5 separate regions of the Mus musculus genome follow, and all the other regions are linked to region 3. A link is a contact called in public Hi-C, HiCAR-type and capture Hi-C data. All regions are on one chromosome and are shown on one strand. The core of a region is the stretch at or near the end of the contact, and the rest is flanking DNA. Distances in the headings are between cores, read along the strand shown.

Evidence for each region. A called contact is a pair of places that touch in the nucleus more often than the background predicts. HiCAR-type assays count read pairs that join an accessible place to other places. Capture Hi-C pulls out chosen DNA fragments and counts their contacts.
Region 1: a contact with region 3 is called in a Hi-C map of the N1E-115 cell line, with 19 times the contacts expected there. The contact joins two enhancer-like sites. A contact is called at or near these places in 1 of 484 Hi-C or Micro-C datasets (the N1E-115 cell line) and 4 of 115 datasets of contacts at active chromatin or transcription factors (cardiomyocytes, embryonic fibroblasts, embryonic midbrain and 1 more).
Region 2: a contact with region 3 is called in a capture Hi-C map of embryonic tail, with 9 times the contacts expected there. The contact joins two enhancer-like sites. A contact is called at or near these places in 2 of 484 Hi-C or Micro-C datasets (embryonic stem cells and nephron progenitors), 4 of 115 datasets of contacts at active chromatin or transcription factors (cardiomyocytes, embryonic fibroblasts, embryonic midbrain and 1 more) and 2 of 9 other capture datasets (embryonic tail and embryonic trunk).
Region 4: a contact with region 3 is called in a Hi-C map of uterus, with 2.6 times the contacts expected there. The contact joins two enhancer-like sites. A contact is called at or near these places in 9 of 484 Hi-C or Micro-C datasets (the HPC-7 cell line, the N1E-115 cell line, embryonic fibroblasts and 3 more) and 4 of 115 datasets of contacts at active chromatin or transcription factors (a colorectal cancer cell line, embryonic fibroblasts, embryonic limb bud and 1 more).
Region 5: a HiCAR-type map of kidney shows a contact between it and region 3, with 4 times the contacts expected there. The contact joins two enhancer-like sites. A contact is called at or near these places in 6 of 484 Hi-C or Micro-C datasets (the N1E-115 cell line, embryonic fibroblasts, embryonic stem cells and 1 more), 3 of 115 datasets of contacts at active chromatin or transcription factors (embryonic hindbrain, embryonic stem cells and kidney) and 1 of 9 other capture datasets (embryonic stem cells).

Annotation. Positions count from the first base shown.
Region 1 is chr14:22,088,673-22,094,423 of GRCm38.p6, reverse strand. The region is part of intron 2 of Lrmda (leucine rich melanocyte differentiation associated); the gene reads right to left. Among named protein-coding and RNA genes, the nearest start is that of Gm41107, 60 kb to the right of the region's middle. Within about 2 kb of position 3,338, at least 35 of the 459 cell types and tissues checked have an H3K27ac peak or open chromatin away from gene starts, as enhancers often do. A contact at or near this core is called in the N1E-115 cell line, where this site is marked.
Region 2 is chr14:22,111,888-22,117,874 of GRCm38.p6, reverse strand. All of the region lies in intron 2 of Lrmda (leucine rich melanocyte differentiation associated), which reads right to left. Among named protein-coding and RNA genes, the nearest start is that of Gm41107, 84 kb to the right of the region's middle. RefSeq lists an enhancer at 1,924-4,660. Within about 2 kb of position 2,659, at least 40 of the 459 cell types and tissues checked have an H3K27ac peak or open chromatin away from gene starts, as enhancers often do.
Region 3 is chr14:22,806,035-22,811,561 of GRCm38.p6, reverse strand. All of the region lies in intron 5 of Lrmda (leucine rich melanocyte differentiation associated), which reads right to left. Among named protein-coding and RNA genes, the nearest start is that of Gm30926, 7.4 kb to the right of the region's middle. Within about 2 kb of position 3,116, at least 77 of the 459 cell types and tissues checked have an H3K27ac peak or open chromatin away from gene starts, as enhancers often do. A contact at or near this core is called in the HPC-7 cell line, the N1E-115 cell line, kidney and 1 more, where this site is marked.
Region 4 is chr14:21,901,610-21,907,644 of GRCm38.p6, reverse strand. No RefSeq gene overlaps it. Among named protein-coding and RNA genes, the nearest start is that of Comtd1, 56 kb to the right of the region's middle. Within about 2 kb of position 3,649, at least 70 of the 459 cell types and tissues checked have an H3K27ac peak or open chromatin away from gene starts, as enhancers often do. A contact at or near this core is called in the HPC-7 cell line, the N1E-115 cell line and uterus, where this site is marked.
Region 5 is chr14:22,153,409-22,158,593 of GRCm38.p6, reverse strand. The region is part of intron 2 of Lrmda (leucine rich melanocyte differentiation associated); the gene reads right to left. Among named protein-coding and RNA genes, the nearest start is that of Gm41107, 120 kb to the right of the region's middle. Within about 2 kb of position 2,478, at least 18 of the 459 cell types and tissues checked have an H3K27ac peak or open chromatin away from gene starts, as enhancers often do. A contact at or near this core is called in kidney, where this site is marked.

The DNA.
Region 1 (5,751 bases), core at 2,089-4,588, 720 kb after region 3:
GAACTCCCATCATGCGAATACACATGTTCTGCTTGTCCTGAGGAAACAGTCTAGTAAGCTCAGGTACTTCTTAAGAAGTGAAGTGGCTGTGGGAATCCTGGCTTCCTTGTGGCTCTTGAATCTTATTTCTGACCAGCTAGATGTCAGCTGAGTAGGTGTGGGTATGGACACAGGAATTTAGGGCGGGCAGGACTATGTCACAGTACCAACCACCCTCTTCCTCTCCAGGCACGGAGCTGAGGCACAGGCAGGTGCAATCCCCAAGCAGTGATTGGCCAGGGACAGTATGTGTGGCTACCACAGTAGAGGAGGAACCCACGGCGACAAGATGGTTCAAAGGGTAAAGGAGTTTATCACCAAGTCTGATGGCCAGAGTTTCATCCCCAGAACCCATGAGAGGTGAATTCCTGCAAAGCTCTTTTCCACTTTCACATAAACGCCATGGTACATGCACACACACAAATCAATCAATCAATCGATGTAATTTTAAGTAATATTTTTAATTTTAAAAAAGAGGAATCCCCTCTAGCTCCAGGGACTTGTTCAGCTTCCCAGGATGCTCATCTCTGCCTACTGACCACCTCTGCCCAGCATCCCTGACTCTCCCTTCTTTTGGTCCTCAGATGCTTCCACATACCACGGTCAATTCAGTTGGCCAAGAGATCAAAGCCCAGTTCAGAATTTAGTCTATGTGTCCTGAGAATTTCTATTTTAAAGCTTGTAAGTATCATCTAACAAAATCTGTTGCCTTTCGAACCCGACCCAACTCTGGCTTCCTCCTTCTAGAAGCCTCTACCATGCCCTCGTGTGTTTGGACCTCCTGGACAACTTACTTTCTCCCTGCTTACTTGCTTGCTTTTCATTTTCCAATCTCTACATTTGACAGTTTCATCTTTCCAACTAGTCCCCCTCTACTTTCATTCTGTGTGCGGGTGTGTGTGGATGTGTGTGTGTGTGTGTGTGTGTGTGTGTGTGTGTGTGTGTGTGTGTGTGTGCAGGTCTTGTACAGATAGTCACAGCTGCCGTGTATTCATGACTGCGACAGCTGTATTCCATCCAGACGTCAGCACTTCGCAGCACTCTCCTCTAAGCTCAGTGCCCAGGCAGACGGAGGCGAGTGTTAACCCAGAGCACAGTGTGCTGCGTGACAGATGCACAGCCCCTTTCTAGCCCTTCACAAGCCTGTGCTTCTGCCCACCCTGCCCACCTCCTCCCAGTCCTGGGACATCTTTGCCTCCTATTCAGAGTCAATTAGTTCTTCTTCCACTGTGCTTTCTTGTAAATCTTTTCCCCCTATACTATAGCCTAAACTTTCAAATTCAATAGCCAAGCCTGGCCTTTCCTATTCTGCGTTTTCTGCCCACAGTTCCTTACTGAATAAAGTAAACATCACATACCCAAGCAAGCTAATGAGTGGAAAGGGGGCAGGCAAACAAGAGATCCAAAGAATTGCACGGTTAAAACAGGAAGACTTTTTTAAGTGCAGCGACAATCTGAAATTAATATCCTGTCACACAAATATTTATTGAGTGTGTCTTCTGTGCTGGGTACTCTGCCAGGTGTTTTCATTTCTCAGTTGAACTCAGGACAACCTTGTCTTCATGTTGCAGAGAGAAGACCAGAGGCAGGTGGCAAATGACCTCCAGAGTCACACAGTTGGGGAGCCTGTGGCCAGCTCCCCTATGCTTCTAACAGACTGGCCTCAGGATGGGTTATGGGCCCTATAAACTCCAGGTGATGAAGCAGGGTTAAGAGTTAAGGGGCTGGGGAGATGACTCCGGGGGTAAGGAAAAGGTAAAAAGCAAAAGGTCTGGGTTCAAGACCCAGCATCCACGTGAAAGCTTTGCTTTACAGAGCATGAGTGTGGAGTGGTGCAGGCAAGGGGTGAGGGGAGCGAATCCTGAGGGCTTCCTACCAGGCAGCCTAGCCAAAACAACAAGCCTCGGGCTCTCACCAAAAGCTACACAGGAAGACATCTGACATCCACCACTGACCTCCACAAGAGGGCAAGTTACCCACTCAAAAACAACCATGTACACATGTGCATGTGTGTGTGTGTGTGCTTGTGTGTGTTAAAGGCTAGAAAATTCAGTTCCTTCACTGAGATGAGAAAACTGAGGCCAGAAAACTGAAATGACTTATTCAGTGTCCCCTGGTCAAAAGGAAAATGGCTATTAGCTAACAAGAAGGAAAGCAGTTGAAAGGATGGTTGGCTTTGAGTGGGCATGATTAACCCCAAATCTGCCAGCAGTCAAGACCTGCCACCTCTCTATGACTTGCTACCATCTGCAGAGCACAAAAGACCTGAAAGAAATGCACAAAATTCCCCATGTCAGCAGATGTCAGAGATGCGGATTGGGCTACTAACATCCCAGAGAACCAGCCTAAAAGCCTAGTGTTCTTCCTAGACACAGTCTAATCAGTAGACACTAAATAAAAGTAACACAGCTATGTGGGCACAAAAGTACATCTTAAGTCAAAATAAGTGTGTTAAAGCTGGCCAGTGGTGGCACACACCTTTAGTCCCAGCACTCTGGAGGCAGAAGCAAATGGATCTCTGTGAGTTCAAGGCCAGCCTGGTTTACAGAGCAAGCTCCAGGCATCCAAGACCACACAGTGAAATCCTGTCTCAAAAAACAAACAAACAAACAAACAAAAAGAGTGTTAAGTATGATATTTGCTTATGCTCTCCTGATAAAAATTGTGTAAGTATGTTACAACATCTCTGGCCTTGTGAGTTTCTGTTCCCAAGTAACAGAGGAGATATCAGCCTAGCAATGGTGGCCCGCAAGGGCCAACAAAGAGTGGTTAAGCACTCCCACTGTCACCACTCTCAAACACCTGGTCATGTCTGATTAATGAGATGAAGTCCAGATGCTTAAAAATGTCTGCTAAATCAAAGGGGGGGGGATGGAAAGAAACAAAGAGCGCAGGGAGTAGCCCAGAAGCCTGTCTCTAATATGGTGGACTTCGTTATCTGTGATGTCTTTCAACCACAGATAACAGAGTCAACCACATGGAATCCAAGATGCGTGCCAGGTGAAAAAACACCATAAAGACATAATAAAAAGTTGCACTGGTGCCTATAAATTGCTGGGGGACTGTTAGGAGGGCAGAGCCATAAATTCTTGATGTTTCCCAAATTAGAGGGTACGGACAAATATGCAAATCTATCTGTGTGGGTAATTGAGGGCTAAAAGTCTGCTGTTGAGCACAGCTACCTCCCTCAAAGGCTTCTAGGAAGTCTGCACCAGGCACACACAACACACTCTGTAGGAATTCAATTTGGAAGCCATCATCTAAAGCACAGAGGAGAACAGGAAAGTCGTATTGCTATAATGCTTAGATTATCAATCATCTTGACAGTTTATTGGCTTTATCACCACACATACCATTAAAATGATGTCTGGCCCAGACTGTCAAAAGCAAACATTAAACAGACCAGGATTAAAAAGCAGATCGCAAACAGCACTCCAGTCAAGTTTCCCCTCTGCTCTGAAATTAGTTAGAGCAACTGACGAAGAAACTGGCCCTGGACTTTGAAGAAATACACAGCCCAAAAGGCTCCGAGTCAACTCAGACCTGACAGGCTGATAGGTCATGTCTTGTTATGGTAAATCTCAGTCCTTCTCGGCTGATTTATCACACACTCTGTGGAATAGAATTATTGCTATTGGTGAAACGGAGAAGGAAGGGAGAGGAAAGGAAATACGAGAGAGAGAGAGAGAGAGAGAGAGAGAGAGAGAGAGAGAGGCAAATACCATAATTTTCCTCATCTTGCAATCCAGGGCTTGCATCAAAAGGGCCAAGCTAGCTCCCTGAAGTGGGGTAGGAATGCTAATAAATTCACACTACTATGCAAACAGATTAACATTACCCCCACACAGGTTATTAAAATAATTTTACAGATTCGGAAGAACCGACTAGGCAGCCGAAGACACATTCATAATTCAAGAGCTGGAGACAGGGAAAGAGTTACGAACCTTATACGTTTTTGAAAATGCCTCTGCATGTGTCACTTTGGCAAGGAAATCTCAACACAATTAAAACTATACTAGCACATCAATAGGGCTCAATTGAGAGCTGTGTACCTGCCTTTTACTAGGCTGCTGCTTTATGGATGCCTCGGGAAGAAAGGCGAAATGGGAACTTCACTGCTAATTAAAGGGAACCTTCAGGGCCTGAGGAGAAATGGTGGCATTTCTCAAATACATATAAAAGGAGGGCGTTTTCAAAACTCTCTGCCAAGGGTTTGGCTTTTCCACAGTCCCTAGAACTGCTCTCTGTGTGTTTGGAAGTTGCAGAGCTATTCTGTTTGTGATTAATAGCTTGCTTTCCAGTACAAATAAGTCATTAAGAACGGTGGGGTGGGGCGCAGAGAAGCAATGGCTAGAAGCTGGCCCAGAAACATCCCAGCCAGTAGGAAACGCATTCCACATTTCTCAACCTTTCACCCCCTTGATTATTTACCCAAGTGGGGTCCCCTCTGGGTGACTTCAGCATGACCCCTTAAGTGAAAAACCTCACTGGGTTTTTCACAGAGGCCTCTTCTCTTGCTCCCTTCCTGTAGGCCTCATTGGCACCTCAGGGGCTCAGTGAACACATTATTTAGAAAAACCTCTGCGGTTGACAGGACAAATACTGCATGATCACAGATGGCTTGCAGTCACCCCATTACGAGTGCCTGCCATCAGCGGGGTATCCCTGAGTAGTAAGGACTCCCCAAAACAGGCTAGGCTGCCATCTTGTCAAAATTCCAACCAGCCAAGTACCTCCGAACAGTGTCATCCTGTTATGTTGGCTAGTGTATGGAGGAAAGACTAATAGTATGTCATTTCCCCCACGGGAGGGACATTCCCTGTGCATCAGATGTCACCAGGGTTAGTGCTGAGGAACGAGAGCCGCACACCAGGCATGCACACAGCTGAGCAAACACTGTCCTTCGCACCTGAATGACCATCTGGGTTTGGGGAAACAGGCAAGACCTGCCCACATCCTCAGCCTACCCAGCGTCCCATCCCAGCTGCACACCAGAGCCAGGAGGGGGCCCCTGGGGGGACAGCAAGCATCCTGGCACCACTTCTACTGCCATCACCCCTAGCTCAGATTTCTACAACACTTTCACTATCACCCAGGGAACCCCACACAGCACTTGGAAACACACAGCCTACCAGGAAACAGACAGAACATCCAATCACATATTCTACAACATCCAGGAGCCTACAACAACCAGTCACTGAAATGACATATCAGACTCACGGGGCACTGACTAAGAGACCAATATAGAGCTAAACTGTGCCAGCAATACATGGAACACTTAAAGCATTGTCCACATCAACACAGAGGTGACCACCGACTCCATTGGAGGATACAGTTGGCTTATGACCAAGCAGATGGAGTACTTCCTGGTTTCCTCTTGCAGTGCTTATGGCTTCTCGGGGTAGCTTCCAAAGCACCAAGGCATGTCATCCTTGGTCTTTCCCTGCCCTGGCATCTTCACCATGCTGCTATCTGTGCTCTACCGACTGCCCTGTGCAATGCTACCCAACATATTGTAATCACAGAATCAAGGCAGGCAACACTTGTGGGCACAGGGAGTACAGCCAGGGTATGAAGAAACTGAGGCTTCTCTTGGCTGATTCTACTCATATTTATTTCATTGACTTCTGTTCTGGAAATGGCTCCAAAAAGTCTCAAGGGTCACCCAGTTGCTGAGTTCACTGAGATTTCTCTGGCTGTGAAAAATGGGCA
Region 2 (5,987 bases), core at 1,410-3,909, 690 kb after region 3:
AACTGGTGGTTAGAGGTGTACACTTTGGAGTAGAGCCTGCCTCTGCCACTTCCCAACTTCTCTAAATCTAAACTCTTCCATCTGTGAAATGGGAATATTTACCTAAGTACCAAGAAATGCCTGTTGGGAGGATTCAGTGACGTAGTAAATATAAATCACACAGATGATCCTATATGTGATAGATAGATAGATAGATAGATAGATAGATAGATAGATAGGTATCCAGAGATTCTCTCTCATAACCTCACAGCCATATATATAACAGTATAATAATAACTACCAGAAGTGATCATTATTATTAATCAACTCTCAATGGGTGTAGGTTTTCTCTCCAGGACTACTACACAGTAGTAGTTTCCTGATGGAAGAACCTCCATCCTTACATTGCTCAGGCCTGGCTATTTATTTCCTGATCATGAGTAACTTATTAACACATATGTACTTCTTGTATCACTCCCACCATTCACAGAAACAATCCCTGTTATAATTACCTGTAAAATAGAAATGTGTAAAAACAGATCAAAACTCAAATGGTCCTTGACCCAAACGCAAGAAATAGCCTATTAACATTCTGATACTGAGTCACCTTTCCCCTTTTCTATACAAATCTGTCCACTGCTCATATATGTCCACAACTTCATAACCTGCTCTTTTAGTGAATAACATGGATTTGTCTTACCATTAAGCAGTCTTTAAAAGCATGGCCTTTGATTTGGTTATAGTGGCACACACCTGTAATCTTAGCTCTCAGGAAGCAGAGGCAGGAGGATTGTGAGTTTGAAGGCAACCTGGGCTATATAGTAAAACTCTATAACAAAATAGTAAATGAATGGATGGATACATGAGTAAATAATTTAAACACAGGGAGATGTAGCTCTATGGTAGAGCACTTGACCAGCATGCATGAGGTACTGTATTCAATCCTCTATAGAGGAAAAAAAAAATCAAATTAAATTAAAAGTAATTCTAAACAGAATTAAAAAGTTTAAAGAATAGTCTTTGAAGGCAGTGGAGCGCACTAGGCCACACTGCTCAGTTCTTTCACCCACCACCTTACAAATGAAGAAACTTGAACTCTCAGAGCTCAGAAACAGTTCTAAAACCTAAACCCATGTGTGGAGTCACCTGGCACTGTGCCTGACACTGGTCAGCACTCAATAAATGTCCTCTCATTCCTCCTCTGGGGATCTAGAGTCTTTAAAGAAACTTCATGAACGATTCTGGCTTCCACCTTAAGATAATGCATTTCAGCACAAAAAACAACTCCAACCCAAAGCTTCCTCTGAGACGTCAACCCTTCCTTCCCCACAGACTGCGCATGGCTGACAAAGGAGAATTTTTGTGAGCTCCTCGGTCCTCCCAGGCCACCCTTCCAGAATCCAGAGTGCAGATTGGAACGCTAGCAACAAATCCTTCCTATGTTTCAAACGCGTTCAGCTTTGCCTGCCCACTGGGCTGGGATTGTAGACTTTGACTCAGGACTTGGAATCAGGAGTTCTGAGCCCTAATCTCAACGTTGCTTCTAGCAGGCTGGCCTCATTTGAGGTTAGTAACGACTCCCTCCTCTCTGGATCTGTTTCTGTAGCCATTCCCCTGAAATACCCAATAAGGAAAATCTGAACCCAGCTTCTCAGGTTCCCATCAAACTTATCCATCTATGAGTGTGTGAACACACACACAGACACACTCAGAGACACACAAAGAAACATATACACAGAGGCACACTCACACAGAAACACACACACCAAGAACCTGAGAATTAAGAATATAAGGTTGAGTTTTTACAGATCTCCTTGGCTCCCTTTTAAGATTGGTTCTTGGTGGGAAACTGTGTTATGAGAGACCCAAACTTTAAACATACCAGAAAGCACCAGTTACAGTGGGGAGGGGCACCCAGGGTCCCTATATCAGAATTAGTCAGTTTCTGTCACCAACAGAGTGAAAATCCAGAAGTACTATAGATCATCAGGGACACTTGAGCTTACAGTCATATTTCACAGACAAAATTACATTCCAGGAAGAGAGATGGGGGAAGGGAGCGGAGATGGAGGGAGGGAAAGCCACATAAAAGTTCTGAAATATATCAATGTCCAAAAATGGATAGGGGAGGGGAATAAAAAGAAACCTTTGAGGAGTGTAAAAACCATGAAATAAAATATCTATCTTATTTCAGGGTCCTGGAGTAAATAATATTTCTGATGCTCCCAAAGAGAGTCAAATGCAGCCAGCAAAACAAACACAAATACAAATAAATACTGGGCAAGTGAATTAGGGAAGGTACACAGAGGAATTTCAAACTAGGATGAAGGTTTGATTCGGAAACGAGTTCCTGCCTTCTGCCTCCTACACGCCCCTCATTCTTTTCTTCGTGAAGTAAAATCCATTATTTTGAAAACACCATTTGAAATCCTCAAGAAAGAGCAAAACACAGTATTGTGGTATTCCAAAGTAATATCTCTTGTTTATAACCATATAAATTTAGCCCCTGGCACTACAGGGCTTATATAATAGAATAGAGTTATTTTAACAGGGGCCTGTTTAAGAGGCAGCAAAATGCTCGGCTCATTTTCTCCAGTGGGAGGGACACAGCCTCATGTGAGGGGGAGAACATGCCGAAGTCATTACCTCGGGAAGGCCATCCGTCAAAGCCGGGTCGCTCTGGCATGGCCAGCACCTCTGGTGAGATCAGAGAGGCGCCTCTGCTTGCAATTACCAAAGAAGGGCCTTGGCTTTAGACAGCCTGCTATCAATTACGACCCTGGCCTCGCCGCTTGGACTTGTCAATTTCCCAGTGTCTTCTGTTTTGTAACAGTGAGCAAAGGGGGCTCCTCCTGACTGATTCTTGGAAGTTCCTCGTGTGTTGTGTCACTCCTCGGTGTCATTAACAATTCAATTAAAATTTCACAGCACACAAGGCAGGCAGTGCTGGACAGAGGCTGAAAGGGCCTGGCCCAGGAGGTTCCAGAAAGACCTGCAGTGGGGCCATGTCCGATCACACCGACCCAATCTTGAGATGTTTTTCACTTCTCAAGTCAGGCTTACATGTGTCTCCCATCTGACACAATGCTGGCTGTCATCCTGGCAAGAAAACACGTTTGATGTTCTCACCCCATGAGGGAGGGGGGGTGCACTGATGGAACGGAATTTCAGGCCAACTAGAAACAAAAATCTAATATTATGACACTCGACATTCGGGCTCTGCAATGGATAACTCTTGAGTACTCTCAACCGGCTCTCTTTATCTTTGGCATATTCTAGAAGCTTCTGTTTTCTAAATTTGTCTTTGGGCTGTGGTGGTTGTTTGAGCCCTTGCCTTTTCTTGCTCCTTGGAGCCCAGATGTCCAGAAGAACTGAGGCAGGCAGTGTGTAAATCACAGTTAAATGATTTGGGTAGGTAGCGGATGGAGACAGAATAACCAAAAACCAGAAAGACTTACTCCTGTCGTTATTAACTCTCTGGAAGCGCAAACACCCCTTTGTCTGGCTGAGGGATGGAACAACACATGCTCAAGTGTTTTAAGGGTCCCGAGGGTTCAGGGCAAAATCAAAAAAAAAAAAAAGAAAAAAAAAAAAAAGAAAAACCTTTCAGGCTTAAGACTTCTGAGGCAGCTTTCTCTCTAACCCTCTCAATGAGTTTAGTCATGCAGGGAAAGATTCTTTAAACTTACCAAAGACTTTGTTTAATGCCCAAGAAAATGCAGACTGTCAGGGCCCTTTGTCGGGATTTGGTGGCTTAAGTCCATTCCCCAATACACTGGGACCCTCCACCTTCATTCTCGGGCTTCCTTTTGACATCAAGTGCTGGATAATTGTCTGATTTCCTTCTAGGTAAAGGGAGATTAAATGCCCGGCTGCAACAACTGACACACAAAAGGGAAAGTATAGTTTAGCCACCATATTTATCAAGATAATTTTTTTTCCACATGCTGATTAATAACATTAGCCAACATCCCCTTTGGCTTGGGGTGGGGGTGGGGAGAGAGAGAAGCTGGGGACAGACATGTCCCCCTCAGAGTATCAGAGTTGACAGTTCAAGGCAAAAAATGATTTGCATGTAAATTCTGATCAAAAGCAAGTCTGCACCCTGAAGTTGTCAAGTTTAGCTACCAATTTGACACGTAAATGGGCTATAGCAAAACTTGATTTAAACTGAAGAGGGAGAAAACATGGCAACTCAATTACCCCTAGCAGATCGGATCTGGCAGCTGGGGTCAAACTTTTCACCCTGTTGCATTTCTCAATACCTGATGCTTTAAACAAACACTATGTATTCCTCCTCCGATCCTGGAGGAAAATGCGTTTCTCAGGGCTCCCTACTGTGGCCCAGATTAAAAAATAAAGTTTCACTTGTGTGGGATCTGGAGCCATTTTCCTCATGTAAATTTCAGAATAAATCAGGACTTAAGAAATGGCCTTTTGCGCTAAACAAAAAAAAAAAAAAAAGGAAGAAGAAAAATGTCTCTGATAAAAAAAAAGGTGGGGAAAGAAAATGGGAGAGTGAGGAAGGGAGCATCATGGGGGAGATTTGTGATGTACTAAAAGATGATTTAAAATCAAATATCCCCATAGCATTAGAGGCAAAACACTGACTTGTTTTTAGTTTGCTTTTAATATATTCCATAGTTGAGCTTAGACTGAACAGCTAACAACTCAGTGGGGAGAAAAACAAATACCTAATTCTAAATCAGCTCCAAATTTATAAGGGACAAAGGTCCTAGTAAGGTCTGGGGGACAAAGACACACAAACAGGAAAGATCTAGGCTCACCACCCAGCTGGGGTTTGCAGACAGCCAAGCCTGGGCTAATGAAGCCCCAAGAAGACTTCTCATTCCTGCAAGTACCATTTAGGCCAACTGCCCACCAAGACTCTTCTAAGTGGCCTAAATCCAAAATTACTTTGAGTTGGTTTTAAGCTCATTCTATAAAAGCAAGGAGTTGATTGACTCTGAATTCACCCCTAATTTCTAGAACCAAGAATGAGCAACCAGGGGGGAAAGTGTCCCACTTATTTAACCAACAAATATATTAAATATGTGTTGAGTTCAAGCCCTGCGCTAAACACAGTAATATCAAATATAAGTACTATCTGCTTCTATCCAAAAAGACAATCCAAGGTACAGCTAGCTAATCACAAGAGCCTGGGGAGACAGAGACAGAGCACGTACATGCAAACAGCATGGCTGGGGAGTCGCTGGAAAGGAAGCAGAAGTATTCAATCCTCTCTGCTGATGGGGGGGCATCATTGATCTTGGCATCTAGCAAACAGTGGCACAGGGATGCCAAGAAGGGAGAAAGATGTTTCTACAGGAGCCAGCAAGGGGAAAAATGAGACTGTCAGTTTGGCTTGGTGCTGGGGAGATGGAAGACAGTATGTGCAATCAAGCCTCCTATGGCCACACACAGGACAAATACCAGAACCATATTCTCTTATAGGTGTCCTCCTATATACCACCTATACCAACCTCCAAACTTGAAACCCTCTCCTGATGGGTCCATCGATAGCCTTCCTGCACATCCTGCATCATGCAAAACCCATTCTGGCCCCAGGGCCTTTGCACTTGCTCTGTGCAGTTTGGTACCTTCTATCAAGTCCCCAAAGTCTTGCTCAGTTCAAGCATCAAACCTAACAGCTCCCTGCTGAACAGCTTTTCCCCAGAGCTCGGACCCAGGATATCTTCATCTAAAGTCACTCTCATAACAGCTCCTCTGAAACACCAATGCATATGCTCTGCTTAATTTTCCTCAGGCCTGTGTGGCTACCTGAAATTGCATTGTCTGGGCTCACTACCCCACCCTCTGCCCCCTTTCTCACGAGGATAGAAGCCACAGGAAAATCAGAGCTGTAATGCCCAGTTTCTAGGAAAGATTGCAGGTATTCGATAAGTATACTGTGGCCATATTAATACCCATTAAGACACAAGATGCCGTTAAGCTAATTATCCTGAAATTAATAAAGAAAATTAAGGCCCAAAGCCAAATTCACCACA
Region 3 (5,527 bases), core at 1,867-4,366:
AGACACTGTTCCTTTCTACTGCCCTTGTCGCTCGTGAATAGATTTGTGGATACTTCCTCTGAGTACAGCCAAAAACCGAGGGCCATTGATTGCTCTTAGTGCCTGAGGACCACAGGACCTGGGCAATTGAGGAGATTCCCTAATGCTATTAGCATGGATGAGAGGAGTTGAAACTAGGATCCTAGCGGATACCGACCACTTGTAAAACATGACATGTGCTTCCCACTAAAGATTTAAAGAAAACAGGCAAGGTTCTCTATTCAGAGACTTAGCAGTATCTACCACACATGCAGCATTCCATTAGTCTAATCAACCCTCCTGAGCTAGAGCTACCGATGTGGCCTATCTACACCAGGACAGCTCAGCTCTGAAGCAGCAGCATGCAACTTGGCTATCTGCAGGTCTGGACCTTTCAAAGGACCACAAAGATGAGGGTGTATGTACAAATTGTTAACTTCAGAGAGGAGGACAGAGGTCCAAGGAGCTACGTTCAAACAAACACAGTCTTTCTTTGAAAGATTAATATTAATTCCTAATTTGTGAACAAATTCTAAATAAGGTCCTAACTTTTCTAGATCAGGACTCTCTGTCATTAACTCCAAGTTTCATGCTGTTGGCTTTTTATTACACAGCCCTGTTCAGCTTGGAACAGAATCAAGAAAATGGTAGCAAATGAAATCATAGAAGAGTTGTTTGAAAATAGCCTTCAAAATATGTTTTCCTTTCAGTTTTTAGGTTTTTTTTTTTCCCTAAATGATGTGATAATCAATCATAAAGCTATTCTGGAAAGAGGCCATCTTGATTTGCTCCATACTATCAACAGTTGTTGACACTAAAAGTTCCACTCATCTAAACATGTATGTGTAAAGCTGTTTCCTTGAGAGAGACCAGATCTAAGCAGCTGAATCCAGCTTGGGAAATGACCAAGTATCAACACGATTAAGTCTGTCATGTAGTATTTCTAATTATTACAGCAACTTCTTTCTTCCTGTGGCCAGAGGCAGGGGTGGGGGTGGGGGGGTGTAGCATTGTTTCAAAGCTGCATTTCCTAAAGAAACCTCCCCATACACCTCTCAAGTCTTCAAATCTGTAATCCACCCTGGTCTGAAGGGACACAAGGAGGCCTGGAGGCTTCCTTTGTGGGAAATCCTATTCTAGGATGTGTGTGGTACTTAGGGAAAACCTGATGTCAAACTTTGTAAATGAAAGAAAAGGCGAAGGAAGGAAGGAAGGAACTAAGGCGAGAGGAGGAAGGGTGAGCTTCGGAGATCATTTTTTCCATCATATTCCATTCATAAAAGCTATTCTTAAACGTTTTTCCTGACCTCACTCTGTCCCAGCAGAAGTCTCGACTGTCTCAACTGTATTTTGCCACAGTCATAAACAGAAGGCTCCGTATGTTCGTTCCCTTTCATTCACACACAGGACCCCTGGGTTTGTTGGGTTTAGCTTGCAAGTATCCACCCTGGTGTCCAGAGAGGCCAATGACACAGGGGCAGGAAACAGAAGGGGAGGTGAACCCACTGAAACAACAACGAGCCAAGAGAAAAACGACACTAAAAAAAAATTTATTTTGGGACTCTGGGTGCTGGCTTTGGTCGGCATGAAACTAATTCCACTGGCTTTTCACCACAACTCCCTATTCGCACGCACTCGCCTTCCTTCACCAAAGAACCCCGGAGAGCTCACTTTGAGGGCTAAGGACGAAGCTCAGCTGGCAGAGTACTTGGCCTGGCATGCATGGGGCCTGGAGCTCAGTCCCCAGCACTGCATAAACCCGGCATGGTGCCTCAAGGCCATATAATTCCAGTGCTTGAGACGAGGTTAGGGGAATCAGAAGTTCCACACCATCATGGCCGCCTAGCAAGTCTGAGCACTGCCTAAGATACAGGACAGTCTGTCCCCAAACAAATAAACAAATAGACAAGTTAGAGGCTGAGTTCCTGGCCTACCCCAAAAGTCCTAGCTGAAGCAATAATCCTTAGAATGTTCTTTTAAAACAGAAATCTGACAAAGTTGCTTTTCTGCTTAAAACAGCATGTAAAGTTTGGCCTGAATTTCAAGCTTTGAACATGGCCAATAAGGCCCCAGGGCACAGCCTTTCCTTCTTTGCAGGCCTGACTCTTGCCTCTCCCCTTGTTTGGCAAGCAGGAACCTGTCTGGCAGCTTTTCTATTCCTTCAGGTGCTCAGTCCTGAGATCCGGAGATCTTCACCGAATAGAATAATCTTTCTCCTGACGCTTTCTCTCCAGCATGCTCTGCCTTAGTGATAGTCCCCTGCTATACTGCAAACTCCCCACACATTTTGTCACCACAACCCTGAATAGCTGACTCATAGTAATGTCTCAATAAATTCTTGTCACACGATAAAATACATTTATTTAATGCTAAACAAACACCATCCTTCAGTCTCCACGGGTTCAAAGCAACAAAGTAAAAAATAAGTTAAAAATAAAACAACAAAACAACGTAACAAAGTAGCAAAGCATTTGTATCAGCCTTCCCAGTCACTGCACACTGTTTTCTAAGGGAAATAACCCCTTTAGAGCCCTTGATGCTCACTGAGTGGAACACACAGGGTCCTGCAACCCCCATTCCTCATGGGCAGCCTCTTCTCAAGGAGGGCCCTGTTGATTCTTGCTGCATGCAAGGGCTTAAGTTACAGCACACACTTTGCCAAAAGGAGTCATCAGAGGTTGTTTAGAACAAAAGAAGACTTCCTTCCCGGGGTTCAGCCTGATCCACAAGTGATAGAAACAAAAGCAGAGCCCGTGGCTTCCAAGATGCATTCAGAGTCCTCAGGCTGGGCTGGGGCTCCAACAAGAGGCCACTGGGCCCCATGCTAAGTGAAGCAGCATACGGCTCACTTAATTGGGCTTGCCTTTTATTATACTTCTCTCTTGCTCCTGCAACCTGTGATTTTTTTGATGAATGCATCATAAAATGTTTAATCCAAATGAAGACCAAAGGAGTGCAGGGAAGCATCCATTAGTCACTGCCAGATCCTCCAACGACAGGAGACAGGGTCTTAAGGACTGCTATTAGGGACGGAGCCCGGTTGCAATGCAGCCCTCGTGCTGCGCGGCTCAGTCAGCAGAAGGGGGAGCTGTAGTGTAACCTATTTGAGATGTAAATCTAGAGCTGGCAGTGCTGCAGATTAGAGACTGTGGTCGCTGCTGTCGGCCGGTCTACAGCAATACTATATATCCTGTCCTGGTCGGTGCAGGTCATTAACAGGACGCGGAATGGTGTTAGTAAATGTGAACATTAAGAAACCCAGGTCAGCAAAGGACGGAAAGCATGGCAGCCACACTTCAAGGGGAATCAACCCCCCGGGAAGGGGAGATTGCATGGATACAGAAACAGGCAAGTGACAGTGTTAGCTTTGAGTGACAACAGACGAGCCACCACAAACGTGATAGGGTGGTATCTTGACATGAGAGAAATTAGACATGGAAGAGGGAAAATGAGAGAAACAGAATAGGGGACAAGGAGGAAAGGGAGGAAGGAGGGGAGAGGAGAAAGAGGGAAGGAAGAAGAGGGGGAGAGGATGGAGGAGGGAACAGAGTAGAGGTCTTCTGTCCATGCCTGCATACAGCAACAAGGAAGGTTTCACGAACACACAGTCCCAGGAGGGCTGGAGGGACATTGCCCCTCTTTGTGTGGACCTTGCATAAAAACGGGACAAAAGACTCAGAACAAGGCCCCTAGCTTCCCGGAGCCGAGCCATAGCTGCTGCTTGGGCTCTATTTTTTGACCAAGTCAGGTGTCCCTACTGCCAAAGAAGTTTTCCTTTTTCCCTGACTCCAGGCACTTCCTGTTTCCTTCAAGTGGAACTCCCCAAGACTCATCAAATCCACAATTTAATTACATCTCAGAGAGAGAGGGAGAGAGAGAGAGAGAGAGAGAGAGAGAGAGAGAGAGAGAGAGAGAGAGAGAGAGAGAGAGAGAGGAAGGAGAAGGAGGAGTGTAAACATGACTTCTTTTTATCTCCCGATACATCTGGACAAGTAGACAATGTGCTAAAACAAAATAAATCTGCCCTGACAGACACATCAAAGGGGCTTGCAGCTACTTACAGCCCAGGAATGCAGTTGCTAAGCATCGGCCAAAGACTTATCAGTCCTTGGAAGAAATGCTTTTTTCTCCCTTTGAGGGGGGCGATGAGGAAGGCTGGGGAGTGGGAACCAGCCTGCAAAAGGAGACTGGGGATTTGCAGGGATTTTGAAGCTTAAAATGAATTGTGTGAAGAAAAGGAGTTTTGTGGTGGTTTTCCTTTTGACGTACGGCCTATATTTTTATAAAGGTTGCCCATGGAAAAGCCCTCCAGAAAGGGCTCTTTAGGATTTTAATAGAAAGAAGATTGTGAAAAAAAAAATATAAAAAACACTATATACAAAGTTCTATGGATTTCTCCAGGTGATTCAAGCCTAATGCTAGCTAGTCCAGGATCAGGGGAAATATCTCACACTTACCAGAGTCAGGAGGGATAAATCCTTAAGCAGCCATAATAAAAAGTAAATCTCCCAACATCATAAGGTACACACAATATTTTTTTCTAGAAGGCAGGAAATGGAGCATCTACTCTCAGAAACACAATAAAAATGTGAAAATGGAACCCCCTGGAGCCCCAAACCAAACCAAGTGTGAGGTGGGACTAGGGAAACAACTGTATGGGCTAACCACTCTCCATGAGAGGGAGAGGAGTTGAGTTTGGATTCACAGCACCTAGGGAAAGCTAGAGAAAGGAAGCAAACTTCTTGAATAACAGAGCTGGTTTGGACGTAGAGACAGGATGGTCCCTGGATTTCTCTGGCCAGCTAGTCTAGCAGAATCAGTGAACTTCGGGATTAGTGAGGGAACCTTTCTCAAAAATCAAAAAGATAGAACACTATAAATGGAGACGACTAACTGTGACCTCCGTGTGTGTGTGTGTGTGTGTGTGTGTGTGTGTGTGTGTGTGCGCGCGCATGTGCGCGCGTGCGCGAGCGCGTGTGCGTGCTTATGTGCACAAGCATACATGCACAGGACACACACATGCACACATGCATACACAAAGAAAACCGGGTATGAGCTGCCATGTGGAGTACATGCAATAAGTTAAATCTAGCTGCTCACCCCAGCTGCATACACAGCCTCACAACTAAAGCATTCACATTCAGAAACCAAATGGAATCCACTCTGAAATCTGGTGCCACCTTCAGCTCCCTACCCCTAGCTCAAGAGACAGAAACCAGTGTTTTATGTTTCAATGCGGTCTTCATCTATGGTGTTGAACTCATGAAGATCTCCCTCTTCCTATGATCACATCCTGGGGTGGGAGACTTTGTTTTTTCCCCTCCAGCCTGACTATAGGATTTGCTTGTGCTGGACTGAACATGAAGTAGTATAGCTGAAAAGAATGTTCCATGAAATCTTGAAGGTGCTCTTGAACAAAACTGGCCAGTTCAAACCGAGCCACCAGCTCTCACTGTATAGCTGACAGTTCCATAGAGACTCCACCTTTACCAGAGAGGGCTGAAAGCTA
Region 4 (6,035 bases), core at 2,400-4,899, 900 kb after region 3:
TGTCTGTCCTCCTTGCCATCGTCTTAGAACTCCCATTCATGGGATTAGCTTGAATGACCTTGTTCTTCAAGAAAGGACTATATATATTCTATTTAAATAGCCTCCACCCAATCATCCATACCCCCACACAGAGGGGTACTAAATGGTCACAGCAAAGGACTGTGAGTTTGTACAGGTTTGCTGAGAGCGATACCTGACACATGGGAGCTGCTCTGTGCATATTTCTGGAATAAACAGTGTGAATGAACGTGGAGGTAGGGTAGACTTGAAAATGGACGTGTGTAGGGAAAGACGTGAAAATGGACATTTTTCAGTGCAACATTTTAATGTTTCATGGGGACATGATCAAAGAAACGGTGGCAAGATCTACACAAAAGTGAGCCTTTCAATCTCATGTCATGGGAAGGGGAGGGACTCATGAAGGCCTACCCCTCCCTGAGAAGGCATAGGTAGATAAGGGTAACTGCTGTGATTTAAGTGGGAAATGCACCCATAAGCTTATATATATTCGAATATTTGGGCCCCAGTGGGTGGCCCCGTTTGGGAAGGTCATGGAACCTTAGGAGGCTCAGCCTTGCAGGGAGGGAGGGTGGCATGTGAGGCAGTTAAGGGTTTACAACCTGGTCTCACTTCCTGTTCATTCTGTTTCCTGTGTGTAGATGAAAATGTGGTCGGTTGCTCAGCTTCCTACAGCCTGCTACCAGGCCTCCCTCCCCGTGAGGGCCTCTTTCTCTCTGAACCTGTGAGCCAAAATAAACCCCACCCCTCCCTTGGGATCTCTAGGCAGGTAATTTACTCGAGTAGTGCAGCTTCTCTCCAACTGGTCCCCTTTGTACTCTGGCATCTTCTCCCTCTGTCCATCCCTCCCTCCTTCCCTTCCTCCCTTCTCCCTCCTTTCTCTGTGTATCCCAGTGAGTTTTTTTTAAAGAGATCTATCATCCTCTTCTGTTTCCATGGGTGTCTACACACACACACACACACACACACACACACACACACACACAAAATGAAAAAATATCAAAATACAAGGGGGACCAGTTAGAATGAAGGAGCAAAGGGAGACAGAAGGAATAAGAATGGGTTATGGAGTGAAGATGATCCAAATACATTATATACATGCATGAAAATATTTTAGTGGAATGTATTATTATGTGTAATTAATATAAGCTAATAGATACCTTTGAGACAGGGTCTTACTATGAGATTCTGGCTAACCTTAACTAGGCTTACCTCAAACTAACAGAGATCTGCCTACCTCTGCTTCCCAGAATGTAAGCATTAAAAGTTGTTTAGTGTTTAAAAAGACCGCTTTGGTGTTACTTCGGTGTTATTAGTTCCTCTCTTGTCAGTGTGACCAGTTCCCTGACAGAAACAAGTTAAAGGAGATTCCTTTTAGCTCAGCTTCAGGAGGCTTCATTCACAGTCACTCCAGTCCTTGTCTCTGTGTCTACTATCTGGTTAAAACATAGTGGCGGGGGACGGGGGGGGGGTATGCAGAAAGAAGCTACCCACCTTGTGGCAGACAGGAAGCAAAACTGAAGATGGATCTAAGGACCAGCCATGGCCTTAAAGGCACGCTCAGCCATAGCCTACTTCCTCTAGCCAGGCTCCATGCCGTTTCCAGGGTCTCCCTAACAGTGCTACCAGTCAGATATCAAGGATTCAACATAGGAGTTATGGGGACACAGCTAAATCCTACTGGGGATCCAGAGAGTGAAGTGCCTAAGTATGACATCTAGAGGATGTCCCCAAATGTGACAGAGTAAAGACATGGGAGATGGGTCTTTAAATGTGTAGAGGGTTTCCAGAGAAAGAAGCCAGAGGGCTCGGAGAGTCAGAAATAAAATGGGCACGAGCACATTGTTCTATATGAGCCTGGTAATCTTAGGGACACTAAAAAGGTTCATGAAGCAGAAATGTGGGGCTCATGGTTGAGGACAGGTGAGAAATGAGGCAGGAGAAGCTGAAGGGGGGCCACCTACTGCCAGCCAAGGCTTTGAGCTGCATCTTGTGGTGTTCACAGATGTGGGTTCCCTTCTATTCTTAGGACACTGTCCCTTGAAAATGATCCACAACCCCATGTCATCTGTCCCAAACAGCTTTCAGGTTCCATCATCAGGACTCCCCGTTTTCCAGGATACCACGCCTTCCTTCTTAAGGAAGGAATATTGGGCTTCCTCAACAACAGCAAGCTTTTCCAGGTCTCTCCTGCTCAGAGAAGTCGGGAGGAAGAAGGCAGATCTGAGCTATCATCTGCTTGGTCCAAGGGGAGTCACCACCTCAGAGGCTTGCCTGGGGTCACTGATGAGAAAGGCAGAGATGACAGTTCCCACTTCCTGCAGCAAAGCCCAAAGTTACTTACACCTCAGACCTTCTGCTCTGAAAACTGCCTGGCATCTACTCACCCTCCCCAGGGACTGAACAACTGGGTCAGAGAGAACCGCCTCTCTGCTATGCTGGGCCTGGGATGCCTCCCCAGGACAGTTCCCTCCCCAGAGACGAGAGATGGTCAAACCGCTCTCTGAACGTGACCTCAGAGATATGCAGCAAGGACCTGGGCCCTATTTATCACTACAGGGCTATAATTAGGTTTGTTAACATAGAGTCGAGTGTAGTCTCCTTGACTAGGGACTTAATCACGTTACTATTGAGTTCCTGTACGCATTGCTCCGAGTGACTGTTTTTACTTGCAGAGTTATAGCCAAGCCCGGCGGGAGGAAATTAGCTTTGGACACAAGTTTGGGGAGGGGGGGTTCTTTTTCCTCCTGACTCTGCTTCCCTCCCCCACCCTTTCCATGCGAAAATATTTAGCAAACAGTGACAATGATGAAAACCAGTAGGAAACAAAATGTTCTACATTAGTATAAAACATGAAAAATGCAGCAAGGACCCTTAGCGGTACAACATGTGTTATGCTGGCTGGCAGCCCATTAGCTCTGATAGACATTTCACTTACCTAAGTCAAATATAACAGTCTAGTATTCATTAATATAAGAAGGGGCCGTGGAATCAGAGCTACCATCTGGCTGGGCCGACAGAATAATCTACAACTCATGATTAGGTCTAAGGAGTGGGGTTTCACTTTAATCTTTCTCGTTGCTCGAAATTTCCATCTGCGCAGTTCGGCACATCATTTTTCTTCAAGACAAATGTGCTGTTTTTCATGTTCCAAAATTAGATCAGAAGAAAACGATTAATCATGTCAGGCTTGGGAAAGGGAACAAAGCCCCCATGTTCCCGGCTCTCCCTGCCCCCCCACCCCTCCCTGGCCCTGCAAGTTTGGGTTCCCCTCACCACTACTACCTAACTTCAGCATAACTTTAGGGGGGATACCACTAAGTATCCAGAGGAGAGAGGACAGGGAGAGGATTTGGGGTGCTTTAGGGAGCCCCTCACCCAAGTTTACCCTGTACTCTTGACCCAGCACACACGTGTGCTGAAGGGTCACCCCTAGCTGGTCTTGGAGGCACAAAGGCACGGCCCTGAACCCAGAGTGACAAAAAAAGGGTCGGAGGGGGCCTTCTGCAGCCCTTGTCCCCTCCTTGCCATAGCCCTGTCTGTCAGTCCGCTTGCAAGTCATAACAAATCCCTGGCGCGGAGCTGAAGCTGAGCGTTTGCCTGGGCGTCATGGGGATGATGAATGACCCGCAGGCCTTTGAAGTGCTCTGCCAGTTCAGCTGGGTCCGTGGTGCTGACAGAGAAATATACACAACAGCGTAACCAATAATGAGAACATTAAACATTCCTGCGCCGTGACAGGCTGACAGAAAAACCCGGGCTCGCATCAATCATCCTGCAGATAGACCCTTGACAAGGGGCCCTCGCCATGGCCCTCACCCGCCTCCCTGGCTCCCTCTTCTTCCGCCCAGCCCCTCTGTCCTCCTTGCCAGACCCTCTCTTCCTTCCTCAGGACCCCTCCTCTGGAGCCTCTGTCCTCTTGCGAGATTTTTGCCTTCGGGGCCTCTCTGAGGTCAAGTGAGGTTTGGGTCCCTGACATTTTAGTGAGGCAGCCCGTGAGTGACACCATGAGGAGACACCACAGCAGTGACAAGACTGTGAAGGCTTTGAGCTTACAGCACTTGCAATTATAGCTTTCAGGTCCTGAGAATGAATACAAACCACTGTGTGCTGGAAACTGTATCCAAATCCAAAGCCAGGTGCTCCGGAGCCGGTGACCCAAGACCCCCAGCTCCCTGTATGACTTGGGTAAAGGCCCCTTTCATAGTGCCCCCCACAATCCCCTGTCAGTTGAACTTAGCTGGGGGGAGGGGGTAGCATCTGAACTCTGATCTGTCTGAAAGAGAAGAAACAGCAGAGAAAAATTCTTTCTTCCTTTCCCCCCAGCAGGAAAGGAGGTCTGTCCAGATAAGACACTCTGAATGGAACTTCAGCCCCTTTTCTGAGGAGTTGCTGGCCCCTGTCTGGATTTGGCTTGAGCCACACATCCATCCCTAGGCCTGGTCTTTAGTCCCTCTGTAAGGTGGGGTAGTCCCCCACACCTTTCACACAGAGATTGGCCAGGTCTATCCAGGGGCTGGCAGCCAGCAGCTTCATTCCAGTCCCAGATTTGAGGCCTTGGGCAAATCCAGAATGCTTCTGGACCACAAAATAAAAGTAGAATCCTTGCCTGGAGGCCCTCACGGATTTGTTTATAGTCTCCAAAAGCAGAGGATTATTGGCCTGCTCTTAACCTTGGAGCTTTGAGAGAGAGGGAGTTATTTCTATTTATGTCCCCATCCTTGGCTTTTTAGCAGGGAGTAAATGTGACTTTCAAAAAAGTCATGAAAACTGCTTATAGTTTTTAATACATGCATCCTGACACAGAGGGATGGCCATTCTGGGTCATCTAAGTAGATTGGTGTTTTCAGAGGAGACAGAGAGGAGAGTACTGAACCCCTCTACTGCAAACTGCAGAAAACCTTATGCCTTCCTTTCTGCCTCCCCAGAGGCCACTACCATCCTTGCCGCCTGCGGTCATCACTGGCCTTACCCTCCTCTGATACCCTGTGGCCATTAGTCACAGTCAATGTCAAATTATGCTTGAAACTACTTGAGGTCAAGGCAATGTGTGTTACTGTCCTCTGCGTTCCCTGGCCCTTGCTAGCCTCCTTGCTCTGCCATACCTACCCCACCCTCAGCCTCTTTTCTTAGAAACTGGTCCTTCCAAGCCATGTTTGAACCCTGTTAACAATATCCTTTGCCACTGATGACCAGTCTGTCGTTTATTAAACACCTATCTCTCCATCTCCAGCAGAACAAAATCAATAACGGTAATAAAAAGATAACACCTATCTCTGCAGCCAATCAGGTTCTCTCTTCCTTGAAGTATGAACTCAGCCACAGGTAGTGTTGGGTTTCTGAAAGCTATGCAGTGGCTGGGGCTTGGGAAAGCCATTTTGATCCATATACATACACACTGAGGAGGGAAGAAAAGGCTGATGTTTAAGTCCACGCAGGAGAATGAAGAGGTAGGTGAGAGAAGTGTGAATGCTATACCAGGTAGACCCCAAGAGAAGACAGCATAGCTTCAATTCTCTTACTGACCGATCATAGGCCAATGCCTGGTTTCATTGCGGTTTTTTTTCTCTTAACATAATGGTGAGATAGCCAGTCCCTGGAAAAGACCCTGGTATGACTTGGGCCTAGTCAATCACTGTATCCCATCTTCCTGTCAAAATGATTGACTCAGGGATAACCACATGACTCATGCTAAGCAAGTCGTATACCTTCAGCGAAACTTCATAGACTGATTCTGAGAGAAACATTTCTCAATCTCTTCAAATATTTATTGTTATTGTCTTTTGTGGGCTTTGTTATTGTTATCTGAGACAGAGTCTCATTTATCCTACGTTCAAGATTGACCTTAAACTTCTGGCCCTCCTGCCTCTACCTCCAGACAGCTGAGATCCCAGGCACGTGTCACCATACCCAGTTTTATGAGGTTGAAGGCCAGGACCAGCACTCTATCAGCCCCTTTTCAGACCTTCTGGATTGGGTATTGTAAAGCTATGACTTCCATAGCTTCGAGTGCTACA
Region 5 (5,185 bases), core at 1,229-3,728, 650 kb after region 3:
TTCTACCATCCCAACTGTGTGTATCAAGATCTTGGGCTGTCTTCATCCACCCGATACTAGGGATACGGCATCGTGGACAGGAGCCAATAATTTCATGTTCAATATAGCAAATTTTACCTTAATCTTTAGAAACTGAATGCACACCAGTGACTGAATTGGCTCCTTGGTCAGGCATTAAGTCTCCCAGGGTGTGTAGGGAGACCTTTAATGTAAGGGGACTAACCTGGGGTAGCAAAGACAACCGTGAGTGTGATCTGTGAATCCCTGAAACCAAAAGCAAATTGAAATGTTCATGTGCTTCTTGTTTAAAGCAAACAGCCTTCCTTTTCATCAGATTATTAAATATTTCCCCTTATAGTCCCAAGAATCAGCAAACTCATACAATTACTCTCTCAAAGATCTGATGTCTGGCCTCTCATAAATTTCCATCACTTTCCGTCTACTAAAATTACTTTATATGATTGAAATGAATTTAATCATATTTGGGAGAATTTTCTTTCCTTTTTCTTTTTCTTACCATAAAGACTCAGGCAAAGTGTGGAGGTGGCTCAGGCTATCACCACTGACTGTCACTGACAGAATTCATTTTAAAAGTCCATTCTTAATCATGACACAGACCCTAAACTTCACTTGCTTTAAAAGAGAAGCTGCCAAAATGAAACTTTCATGATTTCCTTCTTCACTTGGGATCTACTCTAGGAAATGGTGACTTTTAAAAAACTTTAAGGTCAGGCTGACTATATACAGAATGGCATGCCCCTGAAATGCATAAACCAATGGCATTAGGCACTAAGATATAAGGGTCCTCTTTAGTGGAAAACTGGGTTACTGTACATTTGAAATCTAACTACCCCTCATAAACATCTTCAATACATGTGAAATAGCAGGGTGGACAGCTTCTCTCACACTGAGGGTCATTTATGGAGCAGTCAAGGGCTGGTGGGGAAAGAGGCATGAAGAGGGACGAGGCTTTATAAAACGAATAACTTTTTCTCATTCTCGATATTTCTTACGTCCTTTTATAACAAATTGCTTGGCTCTTGAGAGCAGACTCATAAAAGGAGTGAAATATATTTTTCTATCCTCAGTCTGAACTTTTTTTTTAGTACATAAAGTTGTAATGACCCTTTCCAAACAATGAGCTAATACTTCAAAAATTTCCATTGTTCCAAAGACACAAATTACCTTGCGCATCTATGTCCATCAACAGAATGAGGAAGGAAAACACATGAAAGTCATTTCAAAGACATCTCCTAGGAGTTATACTTGGAAGCTGGAGAAACCCAATAATCCCCCTACCTAGATAAATTGAGTTTTCCAAATGACTGGGGGGATCAACAGCGGAGCAGGGCCAAGCATTTGAATCTTATAAAAGAGGCTCTGTATTAGCCTCTGGGGAGCCAGTCCAACATGCAGCAACTTTATGGCTGGTCGACCTCTTGAAGCCACAGCCCCACCTTGAGTGGAAAGGAACCAAAACAAAACGCTATCTTCCAGCAATTTACACAGTGCAAATGGAATTTCTCCAAGCTCCGAAAATAGGTTTATTCAGTTCGTATGTGATCCCACCCTTTCCCTTTAAACAAACAGTCGTTGCTTAGTCACTCAAAATCAAAATCCCTCCCCCTTTAACCTCAAATCATCAATGACAGTAACCATGTGTCATTTGGGATGTTCAGAGAGTGTAGTTTCTTACTAATAAGAAGTCTGACCAGATCTATTTGTAAATACATCCGGAGCCTGACAAGTACTCCTTACCTCTTCTCCCATGATCGGATCTGGTCCTGAGTTCCCCAAACTGGGATTCAGAAAAGCTGTCCATAGCTCAGTTAAGTAATTATCAATTTCTGAAGCTAACACTCTGGAGAAGAAAAGACACACAAAACCCTTCTGGTAGAGAAAAGAAAGTTTTGAAGGGAAGTAGGTTAGTAGCACTTGTCAAGTCAAAACTCATACTTCTGAGGAAACATTCTAACATCCTCTAGTCTGAAAGACCATGGGTCAAAGCCTGACTTTGGCAACAGACCCTGTCCAAGTTACTTCTCCTGAAGCTCCTTTGTGCCGTGTAACCTGGCAATGATAATGATAACTTTCACCTGGATCATAGCGCTGAGGTGAGGGAAATGTGCAAATGCTTGGACAACTCTAAGCAGAGGCCAGGCCCTTGCAACACTGTATCTGTCGTTTGGCTGAAGTGATGGCTCCATTTTAACTATCAAAATCAAGGGAAGGAAAGCAGGTTGTAATGTTTCGTTCCCTGTAATCCTATTGTCCTAGACAGAAATTCCCTCCCGTTGCCTTTGTTTCCACCTACAAACAAAAAGCCCTTTCCCTTGGGTTAAGTATTAGAACAGCACAGAACATTCCTGAGATTGCCCTTAGCCCATTACTTTCTGGAGAATTGGATTGTTCTGAACTCTGTCCTTCTCCCCTACCACCATCCCGCCCCGTGGCATCTTCCTTTGTGGTTCCCAAGGGGTCAAATTAACTTACAACAAAATCAGCTTTCCCTTTCCCTAGGCCTTTAAGACGAGGGTAGGGATTCCCAGGCCAGAGAAGCCCCTTTGAGAGGCTCCCAAGCTTCTCAAACTAACAGGCAAGAAAGAGCAGCCATTCATGGGACAAATAAGCGATTTGCATTTCCAAGGATGTGGGGAAACATATTAGTTATAATTAGCAAACACACAGAGTCCCCCTGACAGCTTCACTTTACAGACCCTTGAATGTTTGACAAGAAAAGGTCATGTTTTGTAAAATCCTCAAAAGGTCATTCAATAACAAATCACATGAATGAAATCGCAAGGGTTCTGGAGGTTAACAGAGACACCACAGGCAGTAAAGTGGGTTTTAAGGTAAACAAGGAAGAGTGGAAATGGCTGGGCCTCAGCCCTGGAAGGGGGAGCTGCTGAGAGCAAGTCTCTAATTTACCAAACACTGTAATTTCAAGGCATTTTCTTTGCACTTGGAGATTTAACACGGAGTGCTGTTTCTGGAGTTGTGCACACTTGGGGGATTAGCAGATAACCGCCCAGCCCTATTTCAACAGTTCTTCCAAAGGTCTGGGCTGACCTTCACTGGGTTGTTTGTTGTCGTTGTTATTTTAATGTGTATTTTTTATTTAATAAGCCATACGAGGGGATTCCAGTTAAAACATATAGGTGGCTGTATATATGGCATATAGACACCTACCTATTCCAGGGGGCACACCGCACATTCCTGAAGCACTTCCAAGTGTGGAAACTGGAGACCTTCCAGCATTTTCCTCTGGCACTTTGACCTGCTCATGACCTCTTCCAACCCAGGTCTATTTTCTTCCTCCACAAAAGCCAGCAGCTCATCTCTCACAGTCAGGAGCCTCCAAGCCTTGTTTACACAGGGTAATTTAGCTACAGGATCAGCAGGGAGAGGAGAAGCAGGAGAATGCATCTGGCCTAAAGGCCAAACGCTTGATTCAGGATTACAGGGTGGACAGGTTTATAGGAGGGCTCTCTCCAGGATGGAACCAACTGGCTGGTGGCACTCCAGAAAGTTCTGGCCAACACAAGGGATGTGGGGGCTCCCTTCGAGTAGTTTCAGAGTTGGCACATGCCTCACATAGAGTGCTGAATGTTAAGATGAAGAATGCTATGACAGAAGAGCCCCAGCTCCAGATGACCTGAAGAGAACAGTAACCTTCTGGGTGCCCATGGACAGGACGCCGCTCCCAAGGAAGGGGCATGATGAAACTGGCAATAGCAAACCTATTGCCTCACTTGTTCTGTGACCTTAAGCTGGTCCACATGGGAGCCCCGTGCCTCAGTTTCCCCAGCTATACAATGGACTCCTAGTGGAGGAAACAAAGGCTGGACGAGAAAGCCACATGTTCCTTATCTAGCACAGACCCTGACTCTGATCACCACGAACAGTCACACTCCCGTCCAAACCCAGTCCCGTGGAGCAGCTACTTTCTAAGGTCCCTCATTGCTCGGTGTGGTAGCTCTCTGTAGATATTTACATCTTAATTAAAGTGAAATACAATTTAGACCCCACACCCTCAGCCACAATGGCTTGTGTCTCAAGCGTTCCATCACTGCCTGGGTCTGGTGACTCTCACACTGGGAAGTGTAGAAATCCACAACTCCCGCCAATGCCACTGCAGGCTGTTCTAGTAACATTACCTCACAGGCCCCACCCTTCACCCTCTAACACCTCAGCTCCCGTGAGCCATGCCCACCGTGAGTCTGCCCTTCACACACAGCCTGACAGATAGCTGGGCCTAAAGCATGTCCCCTCACCTCTACAATTACCTGCTGACCATCAGCTCTACTAGGCTGGTGACCGTGTGACAAGAGTGACGGTCAGAACCAGGACACCTCACTTTGTCTTTCTTGCCAACTATTTTAGCTTATTTGCCACGGGTACAGGGTATAATTAATATCGCACGGGAGCCAGCATTGTCATTTTTCAAATCATTTCCCTGGAAATGTTCTACACCTCTTAATGGCCCTGCTAATGCTGTAGCTGTCATGTTTTGGACAGCTGCACTTTTACAAGACAAACTCAATAGCGCCAGGAGACTCTGCAGACTTTTTAGCTCAGAGGCTCAGAGGCCATGCACGCCAGCCGGTAATGGCTAGATGGAAATCTTTGATTAATTTTTTTTTTTTTTTACTCCTTGGTGCAGAGTGTTTCTCAAATGTCACCTCTGAGGCTTCTCTCTCTAGTCACCTCTCCTCGCCTCTCTGCACCCCCATGCCCACAGCCCCTCTTCTGGACCACCTGATACACAAAGGTAAGAGGAAGACAGGCCCAGATCATTGTGGCTGATTAAAGTCAGGACACTGTCCAGAGGTGAACACATCTGGACAAAAGCCAGACCCTCTTGTTAAATGCAACACACTAAGAAAGTAGGGTCCTTCATGCCTGAATTTATCTTTCAGAAATATTTTTTTTTCCTTTCTGACAACTTCTTAATGAAAATTGTTGAATTTCTCCATATACTGGATAAATTTAAGAATGGCAGGAGGAGGAAGGAAGGAGTTATACTAGAAACCTCACAGGGGCTGGGCACTAGACAGAAAAGCTGTACCAATACTTAACAGACTCCAAGGATGACAATGCTTTTGGACAAAGGGGAGAAAACCCCCACTGGATTGTTTTAAGCAGCAACAGAACATTTTGCTGTTGGTTTTTGCAAGTTAATTTT